3 separate regions of the Mus musculus genome follow, and all the other regions are linked to region 2. A link is a contact called in public Hi-C and HiChIP or PLAC-seq data. All regions are on one chromosome and are shown on one strand. Each heading gives the region's core, a stretch centred on a gene start, on an enhancer-like site or on the middle of the called end of the contact. The rest is flanking DNA. Distances are from core to core; before and after follow the strand shown.

Region 1 (4,011 bases), core at 456-2,955, 550 kb before region 2:
TGAGGCAGGGTGTCTCCCATGTTTCTGTTCTCAGTAATACAGCTTTGTGTGCATTCAAAGAAGAGATTAAAGTCCTTGTACCCTTGGCTCTTCTTTCTACAGGTGGAGCAGTTCTGGAAGTTTTACAGCCACATGGTACGTCCTGGGGACCTGACAGGCCACAGTGACTTTCATCTCTTCAAAGAAGGGATTAAACCTATGTGGGAGGTAAGGACTGGTGTCTCTAGCTGCTTTTAGGAGCAGACTCATTTTTCTTTATCTATTTGCTTTAAATTTAATTTTAAATTCTGCCAGGGTTAAAAGACTTTTGAAGTTTTCTCTCAAAGCTGTAACACTATTTGATGCAATTGTATGTGTTCATGGCTTATGGCTTTTCTTAGTCACTGTTGTATTGCTATAAGAGGCACCATGACCAAGGTGACTGTTAAGAGAGAAAGCATTTAGTTGGGGCTTGCTTTTAATTTCAAATATTTAGTCCATTGTCATCATGGTGGGTAGCATAATGGCATGCAGGCAGACGTGGTGCTGGGACAGCAGATGAGTGTCTGGATTTATAGGCAAAGGATGAGACCCTGGACTTTTAAATTTTAAACCTCAGAATCCACCCCCAGTGACCTACTTGCCCTAGCAAGAGCACACCTCTTAATCTTTCTAATTCTTTAAAATAGAGCTACTTCCTGGTGACTATGAATTCAAATATATGAGCCTTTAAGGGCCATTCTTACTCAAACCATCTTAGATGCTGTCATTCAAATGGTGCTATTATAGCAGTAAAAGTTTTCTTTAAATGCCCTGGTTCCCTTAGAACAAGTCTGTGTGCATATGTATGTGCAATGCTTTTGCTTAGTAGATAGAGGATTAAAGTGGCAAGAAAAAAACTCTAGAAGACCAGGAGTCTGGAAGCGAGCTCTGTGATCTCTTTGAAGAGCTGTTACTTGACTGCATTCTGGAACAACACTTCTACTCCAGGGCCAGAGCATTTTTCTAAGAAAAAAAAATAACTGTTCTAGAAAATGTGAAAAATCTTCCCTTCCTCCTGGCTCAGTGAGACCTGTTCCTCCCATGCCCTTAGCATCCTTCTGCTTTACGTATTACATGTTTCCCTCAGGCCCAGCTTAAGTGTTCCCTTGGAGGTTTCTGCCCTATGCTCTCACCATCCTGTGTGCATGCTTACAGTAGTACTCATTAGGCTGTGTGGCTGTAATTAATTTGTTGTGTATCTCTACTCCATTGTGCCTGTGCTACGATCTGAGCTTCTACCTGTGTACTTGGTACTTAGTGACAGTCAGATTTTAGCAAAAGGTGATTATGGTCTGTGTTTGAAATATATACCATTTCACTGTGATTCCTGAAATAATTCAGATAAAAGTGGATTCTTTTAAAAGATCTATTTAGTCCTTTTAAAAAATTATTTAAATCAAGGATGCCTGCCTTTTTTTCTTGCTTTTTTTTGTTCCCTGTTTCTTCTCTCCTTAACATTGAAATAATGTCAAATTGGAAAGTGGCCAGACTTCACTGGTCTTCAGAAGTATTCTTTGGTATTCAAAGATGACATTGTGGACCAGTAGTTTAACCTTGATGCTTTCTGTCTTTCTATAGGATGATGCAAATAAAAATGGGGGCAAGTGGATCATTCGACTCCGGAAGGGCTTAGCTTCCCGCTGCTGGGAGAATCTCATCCTGGCTATGCTCGGGGAGCAATTCATGGTTGGGGAGGAGATCTGCGGGGCTGTGGTCTCTGTCCGCTTTCAGGTAAGTCAGTCTAGGCCAGTGCTCTTTCTTGTGTTGCCGCTGTTGTCTTTGCTACTTCTGGTTGGTTTGATAATTCACTCTGTTCCTCCCTTAGGAGGACATTATTTCTATATGGAATAAGACTGCCAGCGACCAAGCAACTACAGCCCGAATCCGGGATACTCTTCGGCGCGTGCTTAACCTACCTCCCAACACCATTATGGAATACAAAACTCACACCGACAGCATCAAGTACGTGTTGGGGGGCTTGGGGGGGACAGGTCCCTGAGCTTAGCAGGAGTAGCTCCATAGTTGGGCCCAGATGAATATTGTCATATATGACACTGACTTGTGACATAGGGACATACCAGCCCCCTCCAGGGCTTTGGCCACTTGAAGTTCCTGTTAGTGAGGCTCCAAGGATCTACCAAGGTGCTATGGCGCAAAGGGCCCTTCTGCAGAAACCCAGTTTTCCTACCTGGGCTGGTTTCTTTTCTATAGGCTGTCTTGTCTTTCTTATGCTAACCACTATTTTAAAATGAAAGACAAAGCTCTTTCAGAAGTTTCTCTTGGCTGTTTTAAAAGACAATTACTGAACAATAAAATCCTCTTCCCTGCCCACCCTGACCCCACCTTTGCATGTCTGTTTAACCTGTTAGCTTTAGTCTGTACTCTTTGTCTTGGGAAAGTGACTTCTTTTTATGAGTGGTGACTTTACTTTGTATGTATAGATCTGGAGTCTAGGTGAAGTACTGTAGATTGTGAGAGAGGAGAAGGGAGGGTAGAGACACAGGAAAAAGCAGCTTTGTATCCCACTGAAGACAGTGAGTGCTCTCCATATCAATAATCACTGGTGAGGGCTTCTCCTTCAGGGACAGTGACAGATGAGATCAGGTCATTATGAATAAGTTGTGGGAGTGGCTTCCAGACTGTCTCATAGGTGGAAGGAAAGCCAGCCATCTGGAGTCAGGTCTCTTTATGTTTATTGTCTCCTGTGGCCCTGAGCCAGTATGTGCCTTTGGCAAGTCTCTACAACTCTGCCTCAGTGTCTCCAGCTATAAGATGGGAGTCCAGAAATAAATAGTAAGGTTGTGGTTAGGTTGTTTTAATCTTAATAACTGAAGGTCCTCAGAGCAAGAACACTTACAGGACCAAGTATCATTGTTGTCATCATTAGTACAATATCATCATCCTGCCATTCCTATTCAAGACTAATAGTCAGACGGTGGTTGTCATCAGCAGGCAGACTCTGTGAGACTCTTTCCCACGTGTTCACATATGATGTCGTGGTGGAGTTCACTTACACCAGCTAGGTGCCAGTTTTTGACTGGGAGTACTGCCATGGGCATTGGTCCTATGTCAGATGGCTCTGACTCCCTGGAGCCACCAGCACTCATTTGCCATCTGTGGCCCTGGTTGCTTGTCTCAGTAGTCATGTGTCAGTACTGTTTTTCTTAGAGCAGGTCTGTCTTACACTCTGCTGCAGGACAGAGATAGTGTCTGCCCTCCTGCTAGGTTTAGTCTAAGCTCATAAGGTCTACATCTTTCCCTAGGATTCTTGTTTGCTGGATTCCCATTTAACCTGGTTAGGAAAGGGAAAGGATAGTTTCCATTCACTCCCCACTGTTCTCCCTTTCTGATACCTGGAGACAGTTCATCTTGACTTGTAAAGTCCCATAAACAGATCCTTCCAGGACCTAGGAGCCTCTGGGACTCCTGCCCTGCAGCCGTAGCACCCTCCTCAAGACCCAGATGCTACTTTCCCTTGCTCCCCACTCTCTTTCCTCTCCCAATGAGCTACCTTTTGCACTTCCACTAGAATGCCAGGCAGGCTGGGCCCCCAAAGGCTCCTTTTTCAAAACCTCTGGAAGCCGCGATTGAATGTGCCATGACCCTCTCCCTCTCTGGATGGCACCATCATTGAAGCTGGCATCATCGGAGTCTCTTGTTCTGTTGGCGTGCCACCTGGAAGACCCTTCTGTCCTGGACAAGAGGAACGGAAGAGCATGTTATCCTTTGAGAACAGGCTGACAGCAGCAACTACTACAACAGCTGAGATCACAAATAAATGGTGCTAAACCAGCTTGTCTCATGCTCTTGCTCTTTATGGTGCATCAAGATGTGGCCTCTGGATTGACTGTCACCATTTTCAAGGGATGGCACACAGACTTCTCCATGCAGGGCCATTCAGGGAACACAACTTCATAGCCACAAGCCCATTGTGTAGTCACATGGTACTTTATTCCGGGACTGTTGTGGTCTGACATTAAATAATGAGGT
Region 2 (4,335 bases), core at 467-2,966:
ATGTGTTGGCTTAGGACTTTTGGATATTTCCCCAAATTACTTTCTAAGAAATTTTCCTTGTTGACAGCAGTCAGCTGTTCATGACTAACTTCCTGCACACAGAGCCGCCTTACGGTTTCTGTGGACACTCGGATCATTGGCCTTTCTCTTATCAGATGATTACATGATCATGTAATCTGTGCTGTGCTATCAGTCTCTTACTCTCTTGGTCTGTCACCTTAGTGGAAGTTTGTCCAGTTTTTTTAAGCATAAGTGAGGTCAGTGATCTCTGCAAAAAGAAATGAAATTGAATCAGCTCTCCCTAGTCCACCTGCTAATGAAGATGGAGAGCCTGGCACTGGAAGGTCTGTTAAGTGGTGGGTGTTTCAGTAATCGTCCTCTCTGCTCTGATTCAGGATGGGTTTTCTGCTGGAATATCTTAGCTTCAGACCTACTGTTACGTAAACGTGTATTGGCTCCTGGGCTGAGAGGTCTCAGCAGTTTAAAATGCTTGTTCTTGCTGAGTGCCCACATGGTGGCTCACAGCCATCTCTCTATCTCCAGCTATAAGACCCAGTGCCCTCTTCTGACCTCCTACATACATACATGCAGGCTAAACATACATAAGTAAACTTACATTTTTAAAAAATAGAATTTTTATTGCTTTCTTTTAAGTGAAGAGGAGTGGTTTAAACCCGAGCTGTCCACCCATACACCCCCTCCTTGAAGAAATGAAAGTTGTTCTGCTAAACCTTTGCTCTAGAAGGAGAGAACATGAATGTGTGTGTCTCCTGACCTCAATGGAGAAAACTGGTCTTGGTGTATTTTTTCATACCCACAAAGTAAATAAATGGGTTGCTCTTGCGCGTGCTCGATTGGCCAGGAAGAACAACGCTGCAACAGGATCCTTCTGCACACATTTATTGGGAGAGCTTGATTGTAGAGGCGAAAAGACCCCGAGCCCAGAACTGGTGCTGCTTTTATAGGCCTAGGAGAGGCGTGTCTTACACCCGGATTGGTTATGTACTACGCCTCATTTGCATGTTCCTCATCTGATTGGCTACTCTCTCTCAGTACCTCACAGAACCTCATTATCATACCTCATTTGCATGTCTCACATCTGATTGGTTACTCTCTCAGTAGCTTACAGAACCTCATTATCATACCTCATTTGCATGTCTCACATCTGATTGGTTATACTCTCAGTACCTTACAGAACCTCATTATCATGCCCGGGCCAGGCAGTGTCTTTGCAAAAAACTTTACTGCATATGTACACATTGGTTGTTTGTCCAAACTTATGCGTGGTGGCCAGCAGTAGTCAGTGCCACTCTGCAACGGCACATGTGGCTTCCCACAGGTTGCCTAAAAATGAGATTTGGTTACTTTAAAAAGAAAAACAAGAAAAAAAGGTAGTGTCATGTCTTGCCTCTTGTTTGCCAATGTAACCAGGTGACTAGATGAAAAGGATCCAGCATCCTGCCCAGGACTCCACATAGAGAGCTTGTGCTGAAATGCAAATCTGGGAGGGCCTGCTAAAGAGGCTTCCCTAGTCTGTGTGCTCCTCAGGGCTGTGCCAGTGTGGGTTGGAAACATGCACGTTTTGGGCTAGAGGTGATGACTTGGCAGGTCCTGGTATTTTCTGGGGTGTTGAAACCCCATCAGAGCATGACTGTAGACTCAGCTCCTCTTGCCGTCTTTCTCCTTTGACTCTCAAACTCTAGGTCTAGGAAAGCCAGCCAAGTAGGAAACCAGGCACAGCCATGTTCTTTATTCTCTTCTCTACCCCAGCCAAGAGTGTGAGGCAGTTCTGTGTAATCCTAGAGTAAATAAGGGAAAAATCAATTTACTTGGCCTTGGTGTAACAGGTTCTTAAGTATATATGCTCATTATCCAGACAGTCACTGAAAGGAAAAACAAATCTAGCCTTCACATTCCTAAGCCTCCAAACAGGAAGTGGTGGTGATCTCTTAATTTATTAAGCTATTTTGCTCATGAAGATTGCAACACAAGTGATCATTAATATCAAAATAATTGCTTGCCTCCCATACCATCAGGAAAGAATTGACCTACAAGAATATGTAGGGAGAGGAATTCCAGAGGTGCCTGGCATCCGCTGGGATAAAGGAGCATGGGTATCACAGGAAGTGTGCAGACTCTAGCCATCAGAAGCACACACGTTTAGGTTTTGCTTTGGGAAATTCTTTATTCTCATTTGGCACTGTTGGTTTTGAGTAGGTACAACCGTTAGTTTCTCACATCGTGGAGTTCCCTTTTCTTCTTCACCATCACTTTGCAACCAAGTCTCCAGAGAGAATCCATCAATAGAATGTGGTACTGGCCTTTGCACACCTCCTGTTTGGCACAATGACAGATGCTCTTTCATTTCTTTCCAGGGATGATGACATTGAAGTCATTGTGGATGAGACCTCAGACCACACAGAAGAGACCTCTCCCGTCCGAGCTGTCAGCAGAGCAGCTACGTGAGTGGACTGGCTGGGTGGGCGAAAGGCAAGCGCCAGCATCACTGTGACTGCTCATTTGTGGACATGAGAACCTAGTCATATGTACCCAGAGCCCCCACGCCCTGTCCACCCCACAGAGAGGAGAGTGGAAGGGAGACAGGGTACCAGTGGCCTAACATTTCTAACACAAACAGGTACAATGGCCTTCTGAGAGATGAGTGAACCGTTAAACTTTATTATACATAGTGATGAGAGCCTAGGACACAAGGACAGATACTTAGGGTCTTGTTAAAGTAGAGCTGAAAGAATGCATTGGATTTACCATGAGTACCCAGAAGTGTTTAGGTATGTTAGACAGATTCCTTGTCATTTGCAGGAAGATCAGGTTAATCCTGAGAGCCTTTTGTTTCTTTAAGACAGTAGGCTGGGTTTTCCTTCTCCCTCCTTACTATTTCCTGGTGGTTCAAATGCTGTGTTGAGTTTGTCTTGGCTGGGATTTGGGAATGGAAAGTGTATTCCCAGGTACTTATTTTTAGGGGCTGTTTTGATTTGGGGCAAAATGTTTCTAAGGTTTAAACCTATCCTCCCCTCCTCTTTAGTAAGCGACTCTCGCAGCCTGCTGGAGGCCTTCTGGATTCTATCACTAATATCTTTGGGTAGGTTAGAAGACCTTCACCTTTCCTTTTGAAAATGTGTAAATATTCCTAAGCATATGTATGTGATGTATTATTTTTAATGTACACCAGAATTTCAGTGGTTCCAAGAACAAGGATGCCTTAATTCAGCTTGTCGTTTAGCTTCTTCCTCTTTCTGCAACTTCCTTTCTTTTTATCTTGCTGCGAGCTGATCTATGGCCTTTCCCTTTAGTCTGTCCGAATCTCCCCTTTTGGGACATCATTCTTCTGATGCTGCCAGGTGAAAATATTACCCTCTCAGCCCAGCATGTGAGTGTGGGTTATTGATAATCGTGCTGATCACGCTGTGCTGCCCGCAATCATCGATGTCCACATGCTAACCAGGATGCTTTGCATGCTCCTAGGAATGAATGCTGGAGCCCTGGAGCTGGGCAGTCAGGTTGGGCTCCATGCAGTCATTGCGCTCTTGATGCTCTTCTCTTAGCATGCCTTTGACTTTGCCTTGACCACAGTGTAAAAACTGAGGGTGGTTGTAAATAGGCATGGAAATCGTAAGCGTAAAACAGTATTTCAAAGTGCCAGGAGTTCGCCTCTAAGCTAGCTAGTGTGTTAGGTCGAGACGGTTTTCCCACAGTTGACTGACAGGGAAGCAGCTTTCATTTGAGACTGCTTCAGTGCTGGGTTTTGGAGCCCATGAGTTAGCAAACAAGAAGTAAGGTATGGCTAACTCTTTCTTGTCATTTGAGTGAGATGGTATGAACCCTGAATTTTGGAGGGTCTAGAAAGACAACAGCTATTAGCACGGGCACACTGCTTAAACGAGGTCATCATTGAGGCTTTTCTGGCAATCTCATGGATACTGATCCTGTGCAGTTTTGTATAATGTCTGCCTTTGTGTTATTCCTTAGGAGACGCTCTGTCTCTTCCATCCCAGTCCCCCAGGATATCATGGACACTCATCCTGCTTCTGGTAAAGATGTGAGAGTCCCAACTACTGCCTCGTATGTCTTCGTAAGTATGCTTTGTACTCAGTCCCCTCTGAGTCTGGGATGGTAGCAGGATCTGGAACTAACTGGTCCTTTGAGAGCTACATCTAGGCTTTCCATTGCTGACTTATTTAGACCTGCTGGCTTTGTGACCTGTGGGGAATTAAGGTATGTTGTGCTTAGTTTCAGCACACAGAGTTTGTTAGGGACATCCTCTGGAGCAGGCAAGTGGCTAAGAGGATTGGTGATTTGAGCAGCGGGGCAAGAGAG
Region 3 (3,952 bases), core at 434-2,933, 510 kb after region 2:
CCTACTTTGCCTTTTTCTGACATTGGGTTTTATTTTCATTAATCATCAAAGGAAATACTGAAAAGAACACAATCGGTTTGGTGTGAGCTTCTGTGTGTCCTTGTAAACACAGCTTCTGTTCTTGGTGCCTAAATTCTTGTGAATCAGCATTGACAGGCAGGCAAGCAGACAAACACATGAACAATGAGAGCAGGCAGACACACGTGAAAAGCAAGAACAGGAGATTCACAAGAGAATCAAGGAGCATGAAGGCATTCGGGTAATGGACAATGTAGGTTAAAATAGGGGGTTCCAGATCAGTCCACACACTACTACATGAAGCCCCAGATGGGACCCCAAGCACAGCACAATCCATGTGTTGCACACCAGTGGAAGCACTCCTGTACTTCTACTACTTAGAAGGCAGAGGCAGAAGAAGGATCAGGAGTTCAAGGCCATCCTCTGCTACACAGCAAGTTCACAGGCTAGCCCAGAATACGAGAGGCTTCGACTTAAGAAAGAGACACACATGTGCAAAAGCTAGTTCACTATTCAACCCCAAAGTGTCACAGAGCAAATCCCATGCTGGGAAGCACGCGATGAGAGAGAAGCATGCGCTGCCAGGCATGCTAGGCGTGTGAGAAGATCTACGCATCACCTGGATGGGCACGTGATGGCTGGTAGTGCCAGTGATGCCCTGCAGACTACGGGGTGCTCTCATTCTTTACACCAGGAAAGCTGGCTAGCACCACGGGAGGAGAAAACAGAAGAAGATGAAGAGAGAGATGCATGGTGGGAAAATTTCCTGGGTCTCCTAAAGTGGGAAGGTTTCTCAAAAGAACGACACGCAGCTAGAGAGAATCCGGTGCAACTCTTGGCTGAGCCCTCAGCAGATGGGGAGAGGAGAGTGAACAGCAGAAGAAAGAAAAGGTAGAAAATCCTGCTAGGGGCCTGGAGCCAAAGAGGATCATGGGAGCTATAAACTCTAGTGCAGAACTCACAATTTTGATGCTTGGATAAACCCTGATGAGGGTGACCTGTTCACTGTCAAGGAAGACCGTGCCAAATGCCTGCAGGCTGTGGTGCCCTTCCGACCCGCCCCACGAGTCGATGAGGACCTCTAAGACAGTAGCGTCAACCCTCCCGAAAGTCAGTGAGCCCCTGCTGCCTCAGCCACAGGTTTCAAGGGAGAAGTGAAGGAGCATTGCGTGTGGTGCTAGCATTTGGAAGGTGCCTTCTGAGTGGCCAGCATAGTTCCCGGGGCCTGCAGCAGGGTAAGTGCTTTAAGCCATTCCCGGCTGTAGGGTTTGCACACTCATCCCAAGGAAGGGCAGAGGAAAGCATTTTTTAGGATATCCACTCTGGTCTGGATGAGAAAGGCAAAGGGTCTTCTAGGTCAAGACCGCAGACCTTGGAGTGTGAGAGAGAGCAAAACAAACAAACAAACAAACAACCCAGTCTTCCTCCCCTCAGAGTCAATGCTGAGTGTTTATAGCATAGCACAAGTGAATTTGGGGGCCGCCATTGGTATTATCTGGGGTGAGGATGAAGTGGCTGGGAGGACAGAAGATGGCTAGAGTGATTCAGTTAACATTTGGAGCCAGATTGGAGAAATGATGAAACAGCTAGCTAATCATTTATTTGACTGTCCAGATATGCTACCTTTTTGAGAAATTTTATTGGCTGAAACTAGAGAGTGATTAAGAGTGTCGGTTTCTCTTCCAGAGGACCCAAGTCTGATTTCAGTTTCCATTTCAGTTGAATATTCACCCCATGTAGCTCCAATTCGAAGAGTTCTTGTGCCCTCTTGTGGCCTCCATGGGCACTGCATGCAAGGGCTCATACCCTGCAGAGACACACATAATTAAAAATAAAATAAACCTATTTATTGGCACGGTAAAAGCAAACCATAAGGACTGCTTCAAAGCTGCGAATGCCTGAAAACTTCAACAAGTGTTCTCTCCCCGAGTTCAGCAGCATGAGGTCTCAAAAGACAGCACTGGTTCCCCGGTGACCAAGGCTGCCATGTTGGAGCTGGAGATTGACTCAAGGGAAAGTCATTCTCTGGACAGTGCACATAGACAGACATGTCCTAGAGATGCTAATTCTCAAATGGCCAAAAGGCCCCGCCTTTCAGTTATGGTGTTATAAGTATCCATTTGCCCATTAGAGCCATTCACTGAAGAACTGTGGGAAAGCCCAATGGGGCAAAGCAGGCAGAAGTGGGCCTGTGCTCTTAGGCAGGAACTCCTGTGGACCTTTGCCTTTTGCACTTTGAACTCTGCAGTCATTAATGCTGGAGTTTAGTCGATGACAAAACAAGCCTTATCAAGTCAGCCTAAGAGTTGGCTGACCCCCAGGAACATTGGTCTCAAGTGGTTAACTCCCCTATCAGGGTAGTGATCCCTTTGCAAACAGAAAAGCAGATATTTCATATTAACCAGTGCCAGCAATCAGTGTCCTCCATGGTTTCTGCCTTCACTTTCTGGTTTGAGCTCCTACTCTGACTTTTATTTTAGGATGGACCAAGACCTGTAAGCTGAAACAAACCCTTTCCTCCTCTTAAGTTGCTAGTGGTCATGGTGTTTGTCATAGCAACAAACACCAGGCTAGAACAGCTGTTCTCACTGCTTTCGCCATCCCTCAGCCTCTCATATATTCATCTGTTTGCTTATGGTCATCCCCTCCTCAACCCTACCCCACCCCTGAAAAGAATGGCCAGGAAGCCCCTTCTCTTTCTGTGCCTTCCTGCTTTGAATGGTGTCTGGTGTAGGGGTAGAAACAGTGATATTTCCTCAATGAACAAATGAATGCAAACAATATATTATGGGCTGTTCTAAAATAGGATTGTAAGTCTTGGAAATACATCTGACATTAAAATGCTCACGAAACATTAAAGTAGGACAGAGAAGATGTGAAATACACAGGCGTGAGTGGCCTGCTTTTAGAACATGTGCCCATGTGGCTCTTTCTTCTCCTGGGGCACGCACTGTGGCTGTAACTTTTGCAGTTGAAGGTGTTATGACCATATCAGTGTAAACTTCTATTTCTTCACAATGCTGTGGATGGCAGATTTGTCTTTCTTCTGTTAAGTCTTAGCAACATCATCCATACAACTTTTTTCTCATTAAGTCAAGAACCTTTGCTTTTGTTTTTGTTTTTTTTTTTAATGTATAACTTCTCTATGACAAGATTCAATTATCTGCATCACTGCTTTTTGTGGTCTGGTGCTGTGATTAAGTCAAAGAAGAGTAGCTTGAATGTAAGCCCTACAACATTGGTGAGACAACCAGGATGGGTACCAACAGGGCTAGCGGGAGGGTAGCATATACAGTTCAGATACACTGGACAGAGAGGTTTGTGTCCTTAGCAGGATGGATGGGGGTGGCATGGCTTCATCACACTGCTTAGCCCAGCATGTGATTTAAAATGTTCAAATTGTTTACTTTTTGAAGTTTTCCACGGTAGTTCCTTCCTCCAGCATGGAGTTAAAGGTGGAAGCTTAAGTGTATTTCTGGGTTCTCTCCATATCTATCTATCTATCTATCTATCTATCTATCTATCTATCTACCTACCTACCTACCTACCTACCTACCTATTTACCTACCTACTTATTGTCTATTCATCTGTCTGTCTGCCTATTTCCTACCTATCTATCTATTTGAGGATAATTCATTAGAGTGATTGTGATGTGTTTATACAGAGCATCTACAAGCTTTAGACCCTGGGTTCTTGAGCGCAGTCTAGAAGTCCCAAAGCCTCAGAACTGGGGAAGCCAATAGTGGGGCTCTCAGTCCAGATTAGAGGCTAATGGACCAGAGGGTCAGTTAGTGAAAGTCCTGAAGTCAAATCTAGAAATCCTGGACTTCTGTTCCCAGAGCAAGAAGAGAAGGATATTCTTGGACAGACAGACAGACAGACAGACAGACACACACACACACACACAGAGAGAGAGAGAGAGAGAGAGAGAGAG

The links. A called contact is a pair of places that touch in the nucleus more often than the background predicts. HiChIP or PLAC-seq counts read pairs in DNA pulled down with a chosen protein or histone mark.
Region 1: an H3K27ac HiChIP or PLAC-seq map of embryonic stem cells shows a contact between it and region 2, with 6 times the contacts expected there. The contact joins two enhancer-like sites. A contact is called at or near these places in 5 of 39 promoter capture datasets (the HPC-7 cell line, cranial neural crest, frontonasal cranial neural crest and 2 more), 9 of 484 Hi-C or Micro-C datasets (B cells, the G1E-ER4 cell line, the HL-1 cell line and 4 more), 8 of 115 datasets of contacts at active chromatin or transcription factors (T-cell acute lymphoblastic leukemia, bone marrow-derived macrophages, embryonic limb bud and 2 more) and 2 of 9 other capture datasets (adipose tissue and liver).
Region 3: a contact with region 2 is called in a Hi-C map of liver, with 4 times the contacts expected there. The contact joins two enhancer-like sites. A contact is called at or near these places in 3 of 39 promoter capture datasets (the C10 cell line, the HPC-7 cell line, HPC-7-derived erythroid cells and 1 more), 8 of 484 Hi-C or Micro-C datasets (B cells, LSK cells, brown adipocytes and 5 more), 5 of 115 datasets of contacts at active chromatin or transcription factors (the SCID.adh cell line, bone marrow-derived dendritic cells, extraembryonic endoderm stem cells and 2 more) and 3 of 9 other capture datasets (adipose tissue, embryonic stem cells and liver).

The regions. Positions count from the first base shown.
Region 1 is chr1:87,224,251-87,228,261 of GRCm38.p6, forward strand. Eif4e2 (eukaryotic translation initiation factor 4E member 2) reads left to right here. Exons shown (of 7, transcript NM_001039170.1): 4 at 103-207; 5 at 1,600-1,752; 6 at 1,847-1,983; 7 at 3,551-4,011. The coding sequence ends at 3,623. Among named protein-coding and RNA genes, the nearest start is that of Eif4e2, 12 kb to the left of the region's middle. Within about 2 kb of position 1,706, at least 8 of the 459 cell types and tissues checked have an H3K27ac peak or open chromatin away from gene starts, as enhancers often do. A contact at or near this core is called in embryonic stem cells, where this site is marked.
Region 2 is chr1:87,771,770-87,776,104 of GRCm38.p6, forward strand. Atg16l1 (autophagy related 16-like 1 (S. cerevisiae)) reads left to right here. Exons shown (of 18, transcript NM_029846.4): 7 at 2,376-2,462; 8 at 3,044-3,100; 9 at 3,988-4,090. Among named protein-coding and RNA genes, the nearest start is that of Atg16l1, 18 kb to the left of the region's middle. Within about 2 kb of position 1,717, at least 19 of the 459 cell types and tissues checked have an H3K27ac peak or open chromatin away from gene starts, as enhancers often do. A contact at or near this core is called in embryonic stem cells, hepatocytes and liver, where this site is marked.
Region 3 is chr1:88,285,983-88,289,934 of GRCm38.p6, forward strand. No RefSeq gene overlaps it. Among named protein-coding and RNA genes, the nearest start is that of Hjurp, 10 kb to the left of the region's middle. Within about 2 kb of position 1,684, at least 19 of the 459 cell types and tissues checked have an H3K27ac peak or open chromatin away from gene starts, as enhancers often do. A contact at or near this core is called in hepatocytes and liver, where this site is marked.